Regions from separate parts of the Mus musculus genome. Here region 2 is linked to region 1. Evidence: chromatin contacts called from public Hi-C data. All regions are on one chromosome and are shown on one strand. Each heading gives the region's core, a stretch centred on a gene start, on an enhancer-like site or on the middle of the called end of the contact. The rest is flanking DNA. Distances are from core to core; before and after follow the strand shown.

Region 1 (4,934 bases), core at 741-3,240:
AGACAAGAGGGGGAGTTGGCCAACCAACCAGCGTGTGTCAAGACAGAAGGCAAGGACTGACATCCTGAGGTTGACCTCTGACCTCCACACAGACTTGTCCACACTCACATTTGCATGTGCGCGCGCACACACACACACACACACACACACACACACAACCTATAGGGAGACACACACTCAGATGATGCCATAGGGTGGTGTATAAAAAAACCAACCCCATCCAGATACATGCATACACACATGCACTTACTCATATCCAGAGTGACACACACACATTCGCATATTCAAAGGCACAGGCAATCTGATATGCATACACCCGTGTCCAGAGTCAGTTCATTCTGAGAGGTAACCACGAAGACCTCTGAGACTCTCCAGGGTGGAGAGCCTGAGATCAGACGGTGAGTGATCTGCCCGAGGCCACACGATGTATTAATCACATCCTTACGATGGATTGATTCTTGCCAATGCTACACGGTGAAAACCCATAACAGTTCTCCTGGGTAGGACTTTTTCTTTTTTTTTTCACCCTACAGAAATCCCCAGTAAAAAGTCTAATGCTTTGTCCAGTGGCTACAAGTTCTCACTTGAAATGAGTCCATAGTGAAGCCGCTATATGTGTGCAGATGGCAGTCTGGACTTCATATGTACACTGAACAAGTAGATATGTGTACACCCACACGGCCACCTCAGTAAATAAATACCTGTCAATCCTCATCTTTCTACTGTCTACCACCATCATTTTTATATCCTAGCTCAGAGAACTCCTCCAGGAAGCCCTCCCTACTACCATGACAACAGAACTAGATAACTTCTGGACTCTATCATCTCTGCTCCACCCTCCACCCTCCAATCCCAGGTCTGATCACCACAGGATTGTCCTTTCCACTGAACTCGTGACTCCAGAAAAGCAGACCTGAAGCTGCCTAGCCCTGATATATCTTCAACACCAATATCCAACATAGAACGGCCCGGTAACCAGCGGTTGTTGAAGGGACTTGGCGATGCCCCCCACATACTGATGCATGTTGGACGGATGCACGCCAAGCCAACACTCACACCTACGGTCACCCAGGAGCTCGACGCACACTCGACCAAAGCTCCAGAAAAGCAGTCATGAAGTACTGATCCTTGGAATATCTCAGCACTGGTATTATCACCTTACACTTCCCAGTACTCTGCTGAGGTATGCTAAGTCTGCGCAGAGATGCATACCTTCTACGAAATGAGTCCCCAAGCGCAAATCACCTGATACGGTGCCTGCACCGTATCCAGCTCACCCAGGCAAGCATGTAGTAACTCAAAGACATAGAATGCATGCGCCACGGAGAAAGTCAGAGCAGGATAAGGAGACTGAGGGATATATAAGATTAGTGCCATTTTGCAGAATAAATGAAGTGGATCAAGAAGAAATCACTGCTACGGGCACACAGGAATGCCACGCACAGCAGCCCTCCCCCCTGCACACCCAGGAGAAATAGCAATAAGCACAGGACGCAGGACACCACACCCACACTCACACATATGCACACCTGCACCACACAAACGCAACTGCTTGGTCTTCCAAACCTGTTGCAGCCCTGTGTCTAAAGAATCGCCCACGCTGCCCAGCCCACCAGTTCCCCATATGAAGTCCAGCAAAAAACAAAACAAAACAAACAAACAAACAAACAAAAAACCACATGACCCTTCCTTTTTCCTGTTCCCTCAGTGGGGAGACAGACTGGAAGTATACCCCCCCACACACACACCCCATGCCTAATGCAAAACAGTATCAAAGAGGAGCTGAGGAGGGGGACTAGGTGAAGGAAGGAAAAGATGTTACTAAAGCACGGGGCCTCCCAAACAAGGGGGACAGCCGAAGAGGAGGTGCAGGAACCGTTGGCAGAGGTGGTCAGCAGAACGGCCCTAATATGCTATTTGTCCTCGCCACCCATGAGAAGGCATCAGCCTCTTACCTGGAGCCCCCATGCTGGAATGAACCATGCTGCCCGCCAGCCAGGGCTGGGGAACAACTGTGTCATCTCCCCGCCCTCTCTGGGGGCCAGCCCTCCCTGCCGGAAGTCACCCCGGGAGGAAACCACAGGGCCGGTCCGCCCCCTTCGGAAGGGAAAATACCCTGGCCCACAGGCCGACCCCAGCGGCCCAGGCGACCCCAGATCATGAGTGTATTTGAGTAGGGGCTTAGTCGGGTGGAAAGCGAGGACGCTGGAAGAACTGACTCTTGCTGGGGCCACACTAGGAGGTATCTATACAGTCCTTCTGCCCCCGCAGCACGGAGGGGTGGGGGCGAACACATCTGGAACAGGGCGTGTGGGGCTGTGAGAGAAGGTGAGGCTATACAATAACAATGGCAAACACAATTTGAGGTTTGTTCGAGGAGGGATCTCTCAGTGCCTAACCCTGCACCTCCCACGTAACAGGTGTCATAGTTTGACAGTATTTTGTGATTCGTCTTACAAACGACAAGACTGAAGATCAGAGAAGGGAGCAGTGGCTTTCTCAAGGATCCAGGGCCAAGATGCATCAAAGTAAAAAAAAAAAAAAAAAGGGGATGCTCAGGATGCTGTGGACAGACCAAGGCTTGCAACCTGTGCCACAGGTAAGGCATCCCGGGCCAATAGTGCCCATGAGCAGTGGCACAGTGGCAGTTAGGGCGAGGGGTGGAGGCCTAAGTCAGAGACAGCTAGAAGCCTGTCAGAGGGCAAACGCGTGCACCCGGGGCAGTGGAGCTGAGCTTGAGTCCTCAGGGTTCCTGTGGAGCGCTTTCAGCGAGCCGCTCCGCTCTCAGTCCTGCGGTTTTCCTGAAGCCCGCCAGAGGGCGGCAGCGTCCAGTCAATGGGCAGGAGGGCGGGGCCGGCTTCAGAGGAGGGAGCCCCGCCCTCCGCTCCATCCCGGCCCGCATCCTCCCCCGCCCCGCGCGCACACCTGCGAGGGTCACACAAAGGCGCAGGACTCGGGCGCACAGTAGCGCAGACAAAGGCAGGCGCGAGCCAACTGCCCTCTTCTCCCTCTCAGCTTCCTGGAGTCCGAGTTGCTGAGCTGCCTTGGCATCTCTTAAACAGTTCTCCTATCCACTAGGGCCATCCAGGACACTTTACACCCCAAGTGGAGGGTCCCCCAAACCACACGCGTGCACACATAGACGGCTGGATTCATCCTTCTACATACATGCATACACTGAAGTATTTCTTCTCAGACCAACCCTCCAGCATTTCACACGAATGCACACACAGAGATTCACTAGTGCACATCTCTACCATGGCCCCAATATCACCCCTCCCCGCAGACCAAGCTTCATCAGCTACATATGCTCTACTACTTCACCCAGACCCACAGGGCAGAGGGCACATCTACACATATGGCCAACGCAGGCCAGGTTACATGTGCCCACACTCCCATGTGCACAGCCATGAAGGACACAAAGAACTACATGGGTGCCCTCTGCCCCCAGCCCTGTGCAGGTGGACACCCCAAGACCTGGCAGATGGTCCTGACAGGAACGAACTCAGCTCTTAAGCTGCACACAGAGGGGACAGTTCCTGGGCATCTACACTCTATAATATCCCATTATCGGAAAGACCATTTCAGAGGGCATTTGCCGACCGCACAGCGGCTGGCGGCAGATTTTCTATACACGAGGGTCTTCCCAGCAGAAGTTGGGGGCAGTAAGGTAGCAGGTTTTTGTCTTGAAGCCTGATTTACCCAGTAAGCTCCATTTTCATTTAGGATTTATCTTTTGAGGGAGTGGTGGTACTTAGCACGATATGGAGGGATACAACCCAGACAAGGCCCCTCCCCCATAGTCTACCCTTTACCAATTCAACATCGTGCAGGCCAGAGACACATTCACCAGGCTGGGTCCCAGATGGTGATCTAGGAAAAGAAGGGACACCCATTTCCAGTGAGGCCCTCCTGGATCTTCAAGTGAGGCCAGAGTGGGAAGGCCTCGATGGTTCCCTAAGGATAAATTCTATTCCTATGGCCTTCCGTGCTGAAAGCTGTGTCTGAGTCTCTGGGCCTATGCAGGAGATGCTGAAGGAGGGGAGAAAGACAAAGGGGCAGAGTGTGGGGCACATGGCTTAGATGGTGAGGGGAACTGGCAGATTGGAATGGGATAGGTAGGGTGTGGAGAGCGGCTTCCCTGCCAAGGAAGGGGTCTGGACCCTCATAATGAGTAGGGTAGGTAGGGAATAGGCATTGGGGAGCAGTGGGGGCCACACTGAGGTGCAGGGAACCTGCGGGGAGGCAGCATAGAGGAGGCCAGGCTGGGCTCAAGGCTGAGCGGTAATTAAAGGAGACGCAGGGGGCTCCCCAGGGCCAGCGGGGCCGGTAACTGACACGCGGGCCCCATTGCTCCGCTCATATTTCTCGCCGGATCGATACGTTTGACTCCCGACAAGACAATAATCGCTTGTACGCGGCCGGCGAGTCGATCAAATACATTATTAGAGCGAGGTCCCCCGGGGGCCCGCTGGGGAGCCGTAGGGGGGAGCAGCCAGCCCACCGGGGACAGAAGAGTGAGATTCTTCACCCCTCAGGGCCCCCTGCCATGGCCTCTTCCTCCTGGCCACCCCTGGGGATCCTCTCCATGGCTCGGTTCCTCTCTCTCTCTCTCTCTCTCTCTCTCTCTCTCTCTCTCTCAGCTCCTTCTATCATTAACAATCTCATCACCTAGCCATGGCCTTATCCTTGGTCTGCGCAGGGACCCAAAAGATCTGTCCCCACAGGCGATGCTCTTATCAGTAGGACTGAGGCTAGCAGGTGTTCAGAGAGGCCCCTCAGACCCCTAGCCTGGTGGGAGATAATGAAATGGAGTCAGGCCAAGGAATTGGGAGTTGAGAGAGATGAACTTGGGCCTAAGAGTCAAGAGTAGCAATCTTCAATCCAGACTCCATTCCGGATGTAAACATGAGAGACTTCAGGAGAGCCCGGGT
Region 2 (5,019 bases), core at 1,024-3,523, 530 kb after region 1:
GACCAGACTGGCCTGTAATTCACAGAGAGGAACAGGACAGGGGGATCAGGTGCAGGGAGAGCAGGGAAGTCGATGGAAATTGGCAGCAGAGGTAGGGTGGGGGTTGAGTTGTCTTTACAATGTGCCAGAGTCCTGGGGGTGGGGTGGGAGAGGCCCCAGGGAGTCTATGGGGACGACTCTGAGAATATGGCACCTGAAGTGGCCACTGCCTGTGGCCAGGCAGGACTCCCAGTGGAGGGACCCACCCACAAAACCCTTGACCCAGGATGTGTCTTGCCTGCGAGATGTGCAGGGACATGGATGGAGCAGAGATAGAGGGAATGACTGACCAATGACTGGGACCCATCCCACGGGCAGGAGCCGATCCCTGAGGCTGTTAATGATGTTTTGTTATACTTCCAGGCAGGAGCCTGGAATAGCTACACTCAGCAGCAGATGGAAACAGATTCAGAGACACCCCCCCCCACCCCCCCCCACCCCCACCCCCGCCAAGCAGTACATGGAGGGAGCCTGGGGAGTCTTGTGGAGGAGTTGGGGGAAGGACTGGGGGCCCAGGGGAGGATGGTGGCTTCACAGGAAGACCACAGAGTCAACTAACGTGGATTCTGGGGGGGGGGGGGCTCTCAGTGACTGAACCACCAACTAAAGAATGAGCACTGGCTGGACCTGGACACACACACACACACACACTTGTGTGGCTTGTTCTTATGTGGGTCCCCCAATAACTGGAATGGGGGCTGTCTCTGAACCTGTTGCCTGCCTGTGGATTCTTTTCCCCTGGCTGGACCACCTTGTCTAGCGTTGGTGTATGGTACTTCAATGATTTGATGTGCTGGGGAGGTGATAGAAGCTCCCCCTTTCCAAAGGAGAAGGGGGAAAGGAACAGGAAGAGTAGCTGTAAGGGGGGGGGAGGGGCTGGGAGGAGAGGGGGAGCTGATATCGGGATGTGGAGTGAATAAATAAATAAATGAAAAAGAGAAAAAGACACAGTTTCACAATGTAGCCCTGGCCTGGTACTCACAGAGATCTGTTTGCCTAAGTGCTGGAATCAAAAGCATACATCACCACACCAGGTCCTATTCTTTTTAAAAAGAATCTTTTGGGGGGTGCAGGGAGATGGCTCAGTGACTAAGAGCACTGGCTGCTCTTCCAGAGGAATTGGGTTCAATTCCCAGGACCCATATGGCAGTCCAAAACTGTCTGTATGTACGCAACTCAAGTTCTACAGAATCCAACATCTTCATGCAGACCAAACAACAATGCACGTGAAATAAAAATAAGTAAACCATTTTTAAAAATCTTTTTTTTTTTTTTTTGAGATAGGGTCTCACGTAACTCAACCTGGCCTCAAATGCCTCCTCTCCTACTTCCCAAGCGCTGAAATTACAGACATGTGTCGCCATATCCAGATAAACAAACACACAGGGCTAGGAGCCAAACTCTGGACGTGGCGCGTGCTAGGCAAGCATTCTACACTGTGGTGGTACATTGCCAGACCGCAACAGATTTTGGAAGTGTTATCCTGCCCTTATCAACAATGGATCAAAAGGGAATTCCGAGTTTTCTCCAGTGTTTTCAAGAAAAGTGGGCAGCCAAGCACCGTAGCTTACATCTGTAATGCCAGTACTTGGGAGGCTGGGACAGGACTATCTCCAGTTCGATGCCTGTCTAAGCATCTGGGTGAGCTAAAGGCCATTCCGGACTCGTGGGTGAGATCCTGTCTCAAAAAAATAACGTGGGCAAAGGGTCCTGTTTGAACTTGTAGCTCTCTTTGTCTCCCTTCATAATCATCTTGTGTAAAGGACAGTCATGGCAAAGTCCCTTGCCTTGCCTTTTGATCAGGTGGCATAGGAATCAAACCAGTTTCTTGCTCAACTCCCTTTACAGTTGGAATTTAAGCAATGTAGGACCCTATGAAAACCTGATCTGTCCTTTCAACCCCCGTCTCGTCTCCTTCTATCGAGGCCCACAAGTAGCTGCCTTGCTTTTCCTCTAAAGGGATTCTTCCCTTGAATTTCTCTTCAAGAAGTTTCTCGGACCTTTTCTTTCTTTCCTTCACAGCCCGCGGTGTCTCACACAATGTAAGAATAACTTTTACGTCTCTATTTCTCCCTAAGAAAGACCCCGTGGGGCTCAGATACTCACAGATCTAGCCAAGCCCCGAACCCCAGATCGTCCCAACAGGAGAAGAGCAGCCTGGCGCAGGCCACGGCTCGGCCTCCAGATCTTGGCCGCAGACATCACTATCGCCATCTTGGCTAATAACCACTCCTCCTTTCTCACAGGATAGACATACGGCTGTCCCACCAGATGCCTTATTCAAATAGCAGCACCGCTAGGCCAACACGCTATCTGCTTCTAACCACCTTGCGACAAAGACGCATAAATGAGTAAGGTGGCAATTTTTAGTCTCTAAAATTGCTCCGGTCGTCTGCTTCTAGTTGCTCCTAATTCAGGCAACTAAAAGGACAACTTAACTTGAACCTTCAGGGTTCAGGACCCGGAGCCCTGAGCAAAATGGGCCCTCTCCAAGTCCCTCCCCCTGTTCCCTGTTGTCCAATGGCTATGCCAGAATTGGGAGGTGGAGGTGGGCGGGACCAGATTGTTAGTAAACGCTGAGCCACGTGCTAGGGCCAACTCGGGCGTGCCCTAGACGGGCGCATGCGCAATAGGTACGCGGCCGGTAGAACTGCGCGCGCCGCTAAGCGGAAGCTACGGTGGGAGCCGCAGCGCGCGTGGTCAGCGGCTATGGAGGGCGCAAAGCGTGCAGACGCCAATTTACTCACTGACACCGGAACAGAGTCCAGCCCCCGAAGTCCAGTCTGCAGTCTCCGGCACTTTGCTTGTGAGCAAAACCTGCTGTCCCGGCCGGATGGATCTGCTTCTTTTCTTCAAGGTACGAGCCTCACCAAGTTTAACTCAGCGCGCGCCATCCTCACCGAAGAAGGGTTTTTGAAGAGCGGTTACTGTGTAGTATGTAACCAAGTACGCCCGCCTCCTTGAACTTATTTCTAGATGTTGAGTATACCCACCTCCCGTCTCGAGAAGAAATGAGTTGGCCAGCCTGGTAAATCCCTCTCAGAGGAGATCGAGAGCAAGACCACTCTCATAAGAGTGACTATCCCAGAATAGGTATTTCACCAAGGCAGATATTACCCTTCTCTAGATTTCTTTCTTTCTTTTATCTTTCTTTCAAGACTTATTTTATTTATATAAGAGCACTGTAGCTGTCTTCAGACACACCAGAAGAGGGCATCAGATCCCGTTACAGATGGCTGTGAGCCACCATGTGGTTGCTGGGAATTCAACTCAGGACCTTTGGAAGAGCAGTCAGTGCTCATAACCACTGAGCCATCTCTCCAGCTCCCCTTGACTAGATTTCTTGGGTTTTTGTTGTTGTTGTTGTTGTTGTTGTTTTCACTTTGTTGTTGAACTCACTTTGTAGACCAGGCTGGCCTTGAACTCAGAAATCCGCCTGCTTCTGCCTCCCGAGTGCTGGGATTAAAGGCGTGCGCCACCACGCCTGGCTTTGACTAGATTTCTTAAAAAACACTTCTAGATCCATACATCACCGGTTGAGGCTAAGGTGTTTATTTGCATAAATACCCTTTGAGACAGACACATCACCACCACTGGTTTAAATATAATTACTGTGGCAGATGATACATCTAAGTAAGTGCTCTTCAAATTAAATGTGATCTTCCCATCCTGGGCTGAGAAGCATCTCCCCTTCCCCGGTCCCATCATTTAAGAAAACGTGCCTTTCCTTGGTATACACATTTCATCAGACTAAATGAATAGGGAGAAAAGAGAAGTCTTGTGGCTGAGACCCACACAACCCTATATCCCAGTCGGGCCAGCCAACTTTGAGAGGTCATGAGAGGGTGAGAAACTACCAGAGTAGACAGATGAGAGGGCAGAGACAGAGTTGACAATGGTGAGTTTGTTTGAGATGTTAAAGGCTGATCACCTTATGGCTAATAAGCTAGAGGTCATTGCTTATAGTGGTGGGTCAGAAAGAGCGAGAAAAAAAACAGTTGAGACAAGTCTCCAGGCATTTTCCTGCGAAGGAATCAGATAGATGGGGCAAGAGCTGACGACTGATAGAGCTTAAGAAAGGAGAAAACTGGCAGGTCAGTGGTGGCACACACCGTTAGTCCCAGCACTTGAGACACAGATGCAGGGTCTCTATGAGTTTGAGGCCAGCCTGGTCTATAGAGGGAGTTCCAGGACAGCCAGGAAACCCTGTCTTGGGGAAAAAAAAAAAGGGGAGACAGCTCGGGGCTGGAGAAATGGTTTCTCTTACAGAGAACAAAGTTGAGTTCCCAGCACCCATTCAGGCAGCTTTCAAGCACTTGTAACTTGTGGGGAGCCAGGATATTGGAAGCCCTGTTATGGCCTCTGCAGGGAACTATACACACACACACACACACACACACACACACACACACACATAACTTAAAAAGTAAAATAAATACTAGGGGGAAAAGAAGAGAATTTCTGCAGCCACATCATCGAGATGGTGGGAAGAAAGAGACTCCCTTGCTCGCTGAGAGCACAGTCTATCTAGCAGTACAGGAATGTAGCTCTAGTAAGCACCTGAGTCTATTGGGTTACCTCTGGTTTCATTGGAGAAGCACCCACAGATGTTTAGTGTTCTCATCCCAGGCTGGCTCTCAGCTTAGCTCATTGCTGAAATCAGCCTCCCCTATCTCTTGGGATATAAGAAATAGAGAGGGAACCTTCCCATGTTCTAAAACCCTAAACTCACAGGGCCCTAGTGCAAGCTGGAGACTTGGCAGACTTTCAAAAAGAATGTTGCAGACACTTCTGACCTCAAAGGCTCCTGTAAGAACACCCGATGGAGGGGGCTGTGGCTGCGGCAGGCAAGCAGTGCAAATGATGTGTATGTATGATAATGACACAATATCCCTATTACTTGACATTTGTCCTCACTAGGAGTCTCTTGCTGTGACAAGGACATAACCAGAATCAACGTGGCAGAACCTGGCTTTTCAT

The links. Hi-C and Micro-C count contacts between places; a contact is called where the count stands out from the background.
Region 2: a Hi-C map of B cells shows a contact between it and region 1, with 5 read pairs. The contact joins the promoter of Bckdha here to the promoter of Pou2f2 in region 1. A contact is called at or near these places in 1 of 39 promoter capture datasets (embryonic stem cells), 1 of 484 Hi-C or Micro-C datasets (B cells) and 3 of 115 datasets of contacts at active chromatin or transcription factors (cardiomyocytes, embryonic stem cells and large pre-B cells).

Annotation. Positions count from the first base shown.
Region 1 is chr7:25,130,470-25,135,403 of GRCm38.p6, forward strand. It overlaps Pou2f2 (POU domain, class 2, transcription factor 2), which reads right to left and starts at 1,991. Exons shown (of 15, transcript NM_001163554.1): 1 at 1,956-1,991. The coding sequence starts at 1,983.
Region 2 is chr7:25,656,488-25,661,506 of GRCm38.p6, forward strand. Bckdha (branched chain ketoacid dehydrogenase E1, alpha polypeptide) reads right to left here and starts at 2,274. Exons shown (of 9, transcript NM_007533.5): 1 at 2,146-2,274. The coding sequence starts at 2,253. It overlaps Exosc5 (exosome component 5), which reads left to right and starts at 2,666. Exons shown (of 6, transcript NM_138586.3): 1 at 2,666-2,896. The coding sequence starts at 2,749.